Regions from separate parts of the Sus scrofa genome. Here region 1 is linked to region 2. Evidence: chromatin contacts called from public Hi-C data. All regions are on one chromosome and are shown on one strand. Each heading gives the region's core, a stretch centred on a gene start, on an enhancer-like site or on the middle of the called end of the contact. The rest is flanking DNA. Distances are from core to core; before and after follow the strand shown.

The links. Hi-C and Micro-C count contacts between places; a contact is called where the count stands out from the background.
Region 1: a contact with region 2 is called in a Hi-C map of liver, with 2.1 times the contacts expected there. The contact joins two enhancer-like sites. A contact is called at or near these places in 3 of 47 Hi-C or Micro-C datasets (embryonic fibroblasts and liver).

The regions. Positions count from the first base shown.
Region 1 is chr2:26,716,341-26,719,754 of Sscrofa11.1, reverse strand. All of the region lies in intron 1 of ABTB2 (ankyrin repeat and BTB/POZ domain-containing protein 2), which reads right to left. Among named protein-coding and RNA genes, the nearest start is that of NAT10, 110 kb to the left of the region's middle. Within about 2 kb of position 2,009, at least 18 of the 83 cell types and tissues checked have an H3K27ac peak or open chromatin away from gene starts, as enhancers often do. A contact at or near this core is called in liver, where this site is marked.
Region 2 is chr2:26,507,606-26,511,020 of Sscrofa11.1, reverse strand. It overlaps CAT (catalase), which reads left to right. Exons shown (of 13, transcript NM_214301.2): 7 at 185-376; 8 at 1,422-1,574. Among named protein-coding and RNA genes, the nearest start is that of CAT, 25 kb to the left of the region's middle. Within about 2 kb of position 1,505, at least 5 of the 83 cell types and tissues checked have an H3K27ac peak or open chromatin away from gene starts, as enhancers often do. A contact at or near this core is called in liver, where this site is marked.

The sequences.
Region 1 (3,414 bases), core at 760-3,259, 210 kb before region 2:
TTCTCAGGGGGGCTCAGACAGGCAGAGAGGAGCCACCATAAAATCATAGCCCAACAAAGCAGTGGGGGGTGAACCCAGAATCTCCACCTGCAATGCTGGCTTACTGGCATTTCAGTCATTTGTTTAATTAAGGTTCACTTCAGTTCCATCATAGACCCAGCGATGATTATGTCTGTAAAAGAATAAACTGGTAGAGAATGTGGACTGCTGCTTAATTTTTTTGAAGTTCAAAAAGACCCAGCAAAATGAAGCCTGTTCAGTGCCATTTCCCCCCTTTGCAAGAGAGTAAAATAAAGCCTGAGTAACCAAGCAGATCAATTTCAGGAAATTAAACCTAAAGGTGAACTCTGGAAAACCCGGCAATAGTCACAACATCGGGCAGAGTGTGGGGCAGAGAACTCACACGTGGACCACTGAGCTTTTTCCAGTGGAAAAAAGACCCCTGTGGTGTTCAGAGAACTTTTTAAGAGATTCTGGGTGGCCGCCCTCCAAAGCATTGATGTAACACATCAAGAACTTGAGTGACCCAGGAAGCATGAGTCTTAGAACTGCTGCCTCTTAAAAAAAATCCACCGCATGACCACAGTTCTTTGTCAAATGCCGTCCTTGACCCAGGCTGGTTGAGCACACCAGGTCCTGTGAGCCAAGGGCAACATCGAGGCCCTTTTGTATGAGGGCAACACCGTCAAAACACAAACCCAGTCTTGATCCCAAAATATCAGCCCTTCCCCCAACTCATGCATATAATCACCTAGGTGAGAGCGCTTCTCTCTATGCTGGGGCTATAAATATGTTTAGAACTACTGTGCTTTCTAAACTTCTTAAAGTGAATATGATTTACTGGTGCAGTAAAAAGTGATTGTTATAAAGAAACGGGATGTGATGGGGGAGATGCACTTGGAGCAGAGGGTGATAAAATGTTTCCTCTGAGCATGGGAATATCCATAATTTCAAAAATGACAGAAAAGTAGTTAGCTCAAATTAAAAAAATTTTTTTGGCCATGCCCATGGCATATGGAAGTTCCTGGGCTAGGGATTAAACCTGTGCCACAGCAGTGACCCTAGCACTTCAGTGACAATGCCAGGTCCTTAAACTGCTGCACCACAAGAGAACTATGACATTAAATTTTTATATAAGAAAACAAGGGGAATGTTTAAAAAAAAAGTACTATGATCTAACTACCTACAAACTCAGAATGGAGGTCATCTAACATAAAAGATAGTTATTTCTGCACGGGAGAACTTCAGATGACTTTTTTCTCTATTATTCTTCACATCTTTTTTTTCCTACAGAATAAATAATGAACACGCATATTTTAATAGGATTCATTTCCCCTGCACCACAATGGGAACTCCTAAACAAAATCATTATTACAACATTTTTGTGAGCTCACAGTGGCAAAAAAAAAAAAAAAAAAAAAAGGAAAACTTGTTTCCTATATAGACAGTACTTTAAAAAAAAGAAGAAGAAAAAAAAAAAAAAAAAAAAAACACCAAGGGAAAGAAATTCAGGAAGTTCCCGTCAGGGCGCAGCAGAAATGAATCTGACTAGGAACCATGAGGTTGCGGGTTTGATCCCTGGCCTCACTCAGTAGGTTAAGGATCCAGCGTTGCCATGAGCTGTGGTGTAGGTTGCAGACGTGGCTCAGATCCCAAGTTGCTGTGGCTGTAGCTCCAATTGGACCCCTAGCCTGGGAAACTCCATTGCTGCGGGTGTGGCCCTAAAAAGACAAAAAAAAAAAAAAAAAGAAAGAAAAAAAGAAAAAAGAAATTCAGGCACAAACTGTCCTATTTCCTAAGCAGGAGGTGAGATTTTTATCTGCAGGTCTCATTCCCAAATCAGCCCCTCTGAGAGCCAGCCCATTCACCTGGCCAGATGGTGGTGACTCAGGGGCCACCTCATGGGGGGTGTTGGGGGGACACCCTTCCTGTGGCATCCTGCTGACACTCAGCCCAACTGCATACTCACTGCGTTGAGCCTGCATGATCACGGCGCAGCCACGCAGTGGCCTGGACCGCCAGTACGGGGGCAGGGTCAGGCTGCAACATACTGGCACTGAGGACAGCGAGAGCCAGGGAAATCCTCATGCCACAAAGCCCAGTGTCACCAAGCATGAAAAGGTGACAGTGTTGCCAGTGCTGGGGGTTGGGAATACAGGTGGGTCTGGAGACGGGAGAGGAGGCAAAGCTTGTCCTGGGAGCCAAATCTGAGCTACATCCCCAGGGAGAGCAGTGCTGCTGGCAGGAAAAAGAGGGGAGCAGAAGTCTCCACGTGTCAACCCAGCAGAAGGAGAGGGTAAATGAGCCCGAGCACCTGTAATACACACACGTCACTCCTTGGGAGTTAAAAAAAAAAAAAAAAAAAAAAAGAGGCAATTATCACAAGGTCCAGGGCAGGAGGCCAAGATATTTATTAATAGAACATGAGTGCATTAGTCAGAAATGTACTGTGCTAGAGTCCTTCTAACAAACATAACCTGCTTCAGTCAGCTTTGCTTCCCATTCCAAATGGCTCTGGCTATTAGACACTCCAGATGATTTAATAGCATGAGTCAGAAGGAAGAAGGTTCAAAACTTAGCGCTCAATCTTATTGGCTGTGTGATGTTGGACTAGTTACTTAACCTCTCTGAGCCTCAATTTTTTCATCTGTATAACAGACCTAATAATAGTTCATAATTCACAGGATTATTTGAGAATTAAAAGAAGCAAGCATTTAGCAAAACATTTCATAAATATGTAGTAAATATCCTTCTATTGTAATATTCATATAAGTGGCCTGATTCCCAGGGCCAGTGCCTCTGGGATAAAGCCATCAGATATCATATAAAAGTATTTATCAGTATCCAGAGGAAGGGATGGACCCGATACTAATCTATCCTATTATTTCCTGAAGGTCTGTGCTGATAAAGAATCATGCTTTGCTCACCACGCAAGGGTCATTTATTCTTTACTCACTCACTCATTTCTTCAACTAATGAGCCAATACTCTGCTAGAAGTGGCTATGCTCTGAGGATAGAAAAATGAACAGGCCATAACAGATCTAGCCTCTTGATGTTTGCAGTCTGGTGAAGGAGAGCAAACAGTACACAAGCCAAGTCAATAATATGTGCAAAGGGCCACATGGAGTCAGACCAAGGAGCCCAGGAGGGTCTCTAAGCCAGACTACCTAGGCCTAGTAGTCAAGGAAGGCTTCCTGGAGGAAGGGACGTGGCTGATGAATAGTTATCAGTCTGGCGAAGGGGTTGTTCCCATGCAGAGGAAGAGCCTGTATAGGGAGGTTCTGGGACAGTGATAGGTTGGGGAGGGGCCCCTGGGCTTGTCACGAAGCTGTGTTTGTAGAGTCAGCACATTATTCAAACTTAGACTATGTGTTTATTTGGGGCAGCCTGGGAGGTGGCTGATGGAGATCGTT
Region 2 (3,415 bases), core at 256-2,755:
CACGACGGGAACTCCAAGTAGAATTTCTTATTGGTACATTCGTATTTGTATCAGATTTGTCTCTTGCTACAGAGAAAATCCAGTCTTGAGTAATATTGTTCATAATCCTTCAATGGATTACTGATGAAAGTTCTATAACTTTGCCAATAAGTTTCAGTTTGAACTTGTTTCTTTCGTTCTGTAGACTGACCAGGGCATCAAAAACCTTTCCGTTGAAGATGCAGCAAGACTTTCCCAGGAAGATCCTGACTATGGCATCCGGGACCTTTTTAATGCCATTGCCACCGGCAACTATCCCTCCTGGACTTTTTACATCCAGGTCATGACATTTCAGGAGGCAGAAGCTTTTCCATTTAATCCTTTTGATCTTACCAAGGTGAGTCAGTTAACAGCTAAATTGTTTTCTCTTTCAAATGTCTTCGCATCTGATTTTATTTATTTATTTATTTATTTGTCATTTTTTTTTTGTTGTTGTTGTTGTTATTGTTGCTATTTCTTGGGCCGCTCCCGCGGCATATGGAGGTTCCCAGGCTAGGGGTTGAATCGGAGCTGTAGCCACTGGCCTACGCCAGAGCCACAGCAATGCAGGATCCGGGATCCGAGCCGCGTCTGCAACCTACACCACAGCTCATGGCAACGCCGGATCGTTAACCCACTGAGCAAGGGCAGGGACCGAACCCGCAACCTCATGGTTCCTAGTCGGATTCGTTAACCACTGCGCCACGACGGGAACTCCCGCATCTGATTTTAAAACATTTGCAGTCAAAGGTTCATAATGATAGGGAAGTCACAGAGAGAACACATGGAGTTACTTGAGAGTTTCCTGGCCTGTGAATGAGGGCTCCCTTGAATCTCTATCCTTCTAGTTCCTCTTTGTTGAGCTTATTGAGCTCATCTGGGTGGCCTGATTTTTCTTATTAATAGGCAAACAATTTTTTTTTTTTTTTTTTTGGCTTTTTGTCTTTCTAGGGCTACACCCACAGCATATGGAGGTTCCCAGGCTAGCGGTCCAATCAGAGCCACAGCAATGCAGGAGCCAAGCCGCTTCTGTGACCTACACCACCGCTCACAACAATGCTGGATCCTTAACCCACTGAGCAAGGCCAGGGATCCAACCCTCGTCCTCACAGATGCTAGTTGGGTTCGTTAACCACTGAGCCATGACAGGAACTCCAATAGGCAAACAAATTTTGATAAGTTGATGTACCTTTGCCCAGGGAGGGTGTCAGTATTTACTCTTTCCTGTTGTTAAAGTTTGCACCAAAGCACTCACCTTAAGTTCTTATCATTGTATTGAATTAAAACATTATTTTCACTTCTTTTCATTGGCTCCATTGTATTTAAAAGCTGATATTTTCTGTGGGTACTTTAATTTTCTTCTGTTGGTTGTCTGGTAATTGTGAACATGACATTGTTTTTAGGTTTGGCCTCACAGCGAATACCCTCTTATCCCAGTTGGTAAACTGGTCTTAAACCGGAATCCAGTTAATTATTTTGCTGAGGTTGAACAGATGGCCTTTGACCCGAGCAACATGCCACCCGGCATTGAGCCCAGCCCTGACAAGATGCTGCAGGTAAACTGTGGACTGAGAGATGCTGAAGCAGGACTGTATGTGCATGTGTGCAGCCCCCCACCCCACCCCCAGTGTAATTTGGCATGATCTTTATATGAAGAATTAACTAGAACACCATTTAAACTTCAGTTTGGATCCTGAGTTCCTATGGGACTGACCAAAACATCCTTAAATGAGCATTATGGTATAAAACAAATTTCACAGATCCTTCAATATGGTAAGACTTGGACATTTGGTCTCTTAATTTAAAAGAAGTGATATTAGAAATGCCTGAGGTATTTGTAGGGTAAAGTATTCTTTTTCAGGCTGTCATCTGGGAGGGAGAATATCAGTAATTGATTATCACACTTGGCTAGCATAATTTTATTCATTTCCTCTTCCTTGGTAAAGCTTAAATTTTTCCACATGTAGAAAGAGACCCAGAGATGTTTTTTACAAACTCAATTTATGTTTTCCATTGATTAAAGGCAGTGGGTTAATTTAACTGCTTGTCTTGGTAATGTTCCTAGGCACTCAGTTCTCGGTGCTTTTTTTTTTTTTTTTTTTCTTTTTTGGGCTACTCCTGCAGCATATGGAGGTTCCCAGGCTAGGCATCTAATCAGAGCTACAGCTGCCGGCCGACGCCAGAGCCACAGCAACACCAGATCTGAGCTGCATCTTCGACCTACACCACAGCTCATGGCAGTGCTGGATCCTTAACCCACTGAATGAGGCCAAGGATTGTACTCACAACCTCATGGTTCCTAGTCGGATTCGTTTCTGCTGTGCCAAGATGGGAACTCCTCAGTATTTTTTTTTTTCTAAAAACACTCACCAATATGTTCTTTCAAGAGTACAAAGAGCGGAAAATTCTTATTTGGATCAGAAATTAGTAGGAAAATAACTGGCTTAATAATTATTGAGTAAATCAATCATTTGTGTTCTTGGACTATGTCCATGATACAAAGATTAAAGTTTATACCCTAGATCAGACCACAGTGACCAACAGCTGTTTCTTATGTAAGCATCTGATTCCAGTTCAGTTGTCATGCTCCACGCAGGCAAGCTAAGATGCCTTTGTTCTTTTGCTTTTTTATTTTATTTTATTTATTATTATTTTTTTTATTTTTAGGGCTACACTTGTGTCATATGGAATTCCCAGACTAGGGTTGAATCAGAGCTACAGCTGCTGGCCTGCGCCACAGCCACAGCCACAGCAACGCAGGATCTGGTCTGTGTCTGTGACCTACGCGACAGCTCATGGTAACACCAGATCCTTAACCTGCTAAGCAAGGCCAGGGATTGAACCTGCAACCTCATGGTTACCCACTGGATTCATTTCTGCTGCGCCACCATGGGAACTCCATTAGCTCTTTTGCTTTGACATTGGGAACATTTTTTAGAAAATAAGTTCTTATTAGTTTTTGGTTCAATTTAGCTCCTGTAAGTTGAATACTTATCTACTGGTAGACTGTCGTGGCTGCTCTAACAGATACAAAAACACAAGATAACTGTCATGTGGAGCAGAGTGTCCTGGTGGATGGGAAGGAGAAATCTCGTCTGAGAGGAAGGTGCTTACAAAGTTTTGAGAACAAGGTAGCATTTGATGGCTTGGGAAGGATGGATAGGATTTCAATTTTCAACAGAGGTAAAATGGGGCAGGAGAAGGACGTGTGTGTATAGACACAAAGGCAGATCATGTTGGATATGTTTAAACTATGAACAGTCATTCTTTCTTGAGTGAGAAGGAACAATCCTGGGGGCACTGAGCATATGACAGAGGGGACCTTAATGCTTAGGTAGAAGTGTGTACAGTTGTCCTTTCTAGGAAACGTTTTCTTCGGTTTGGAGAAACATGATCT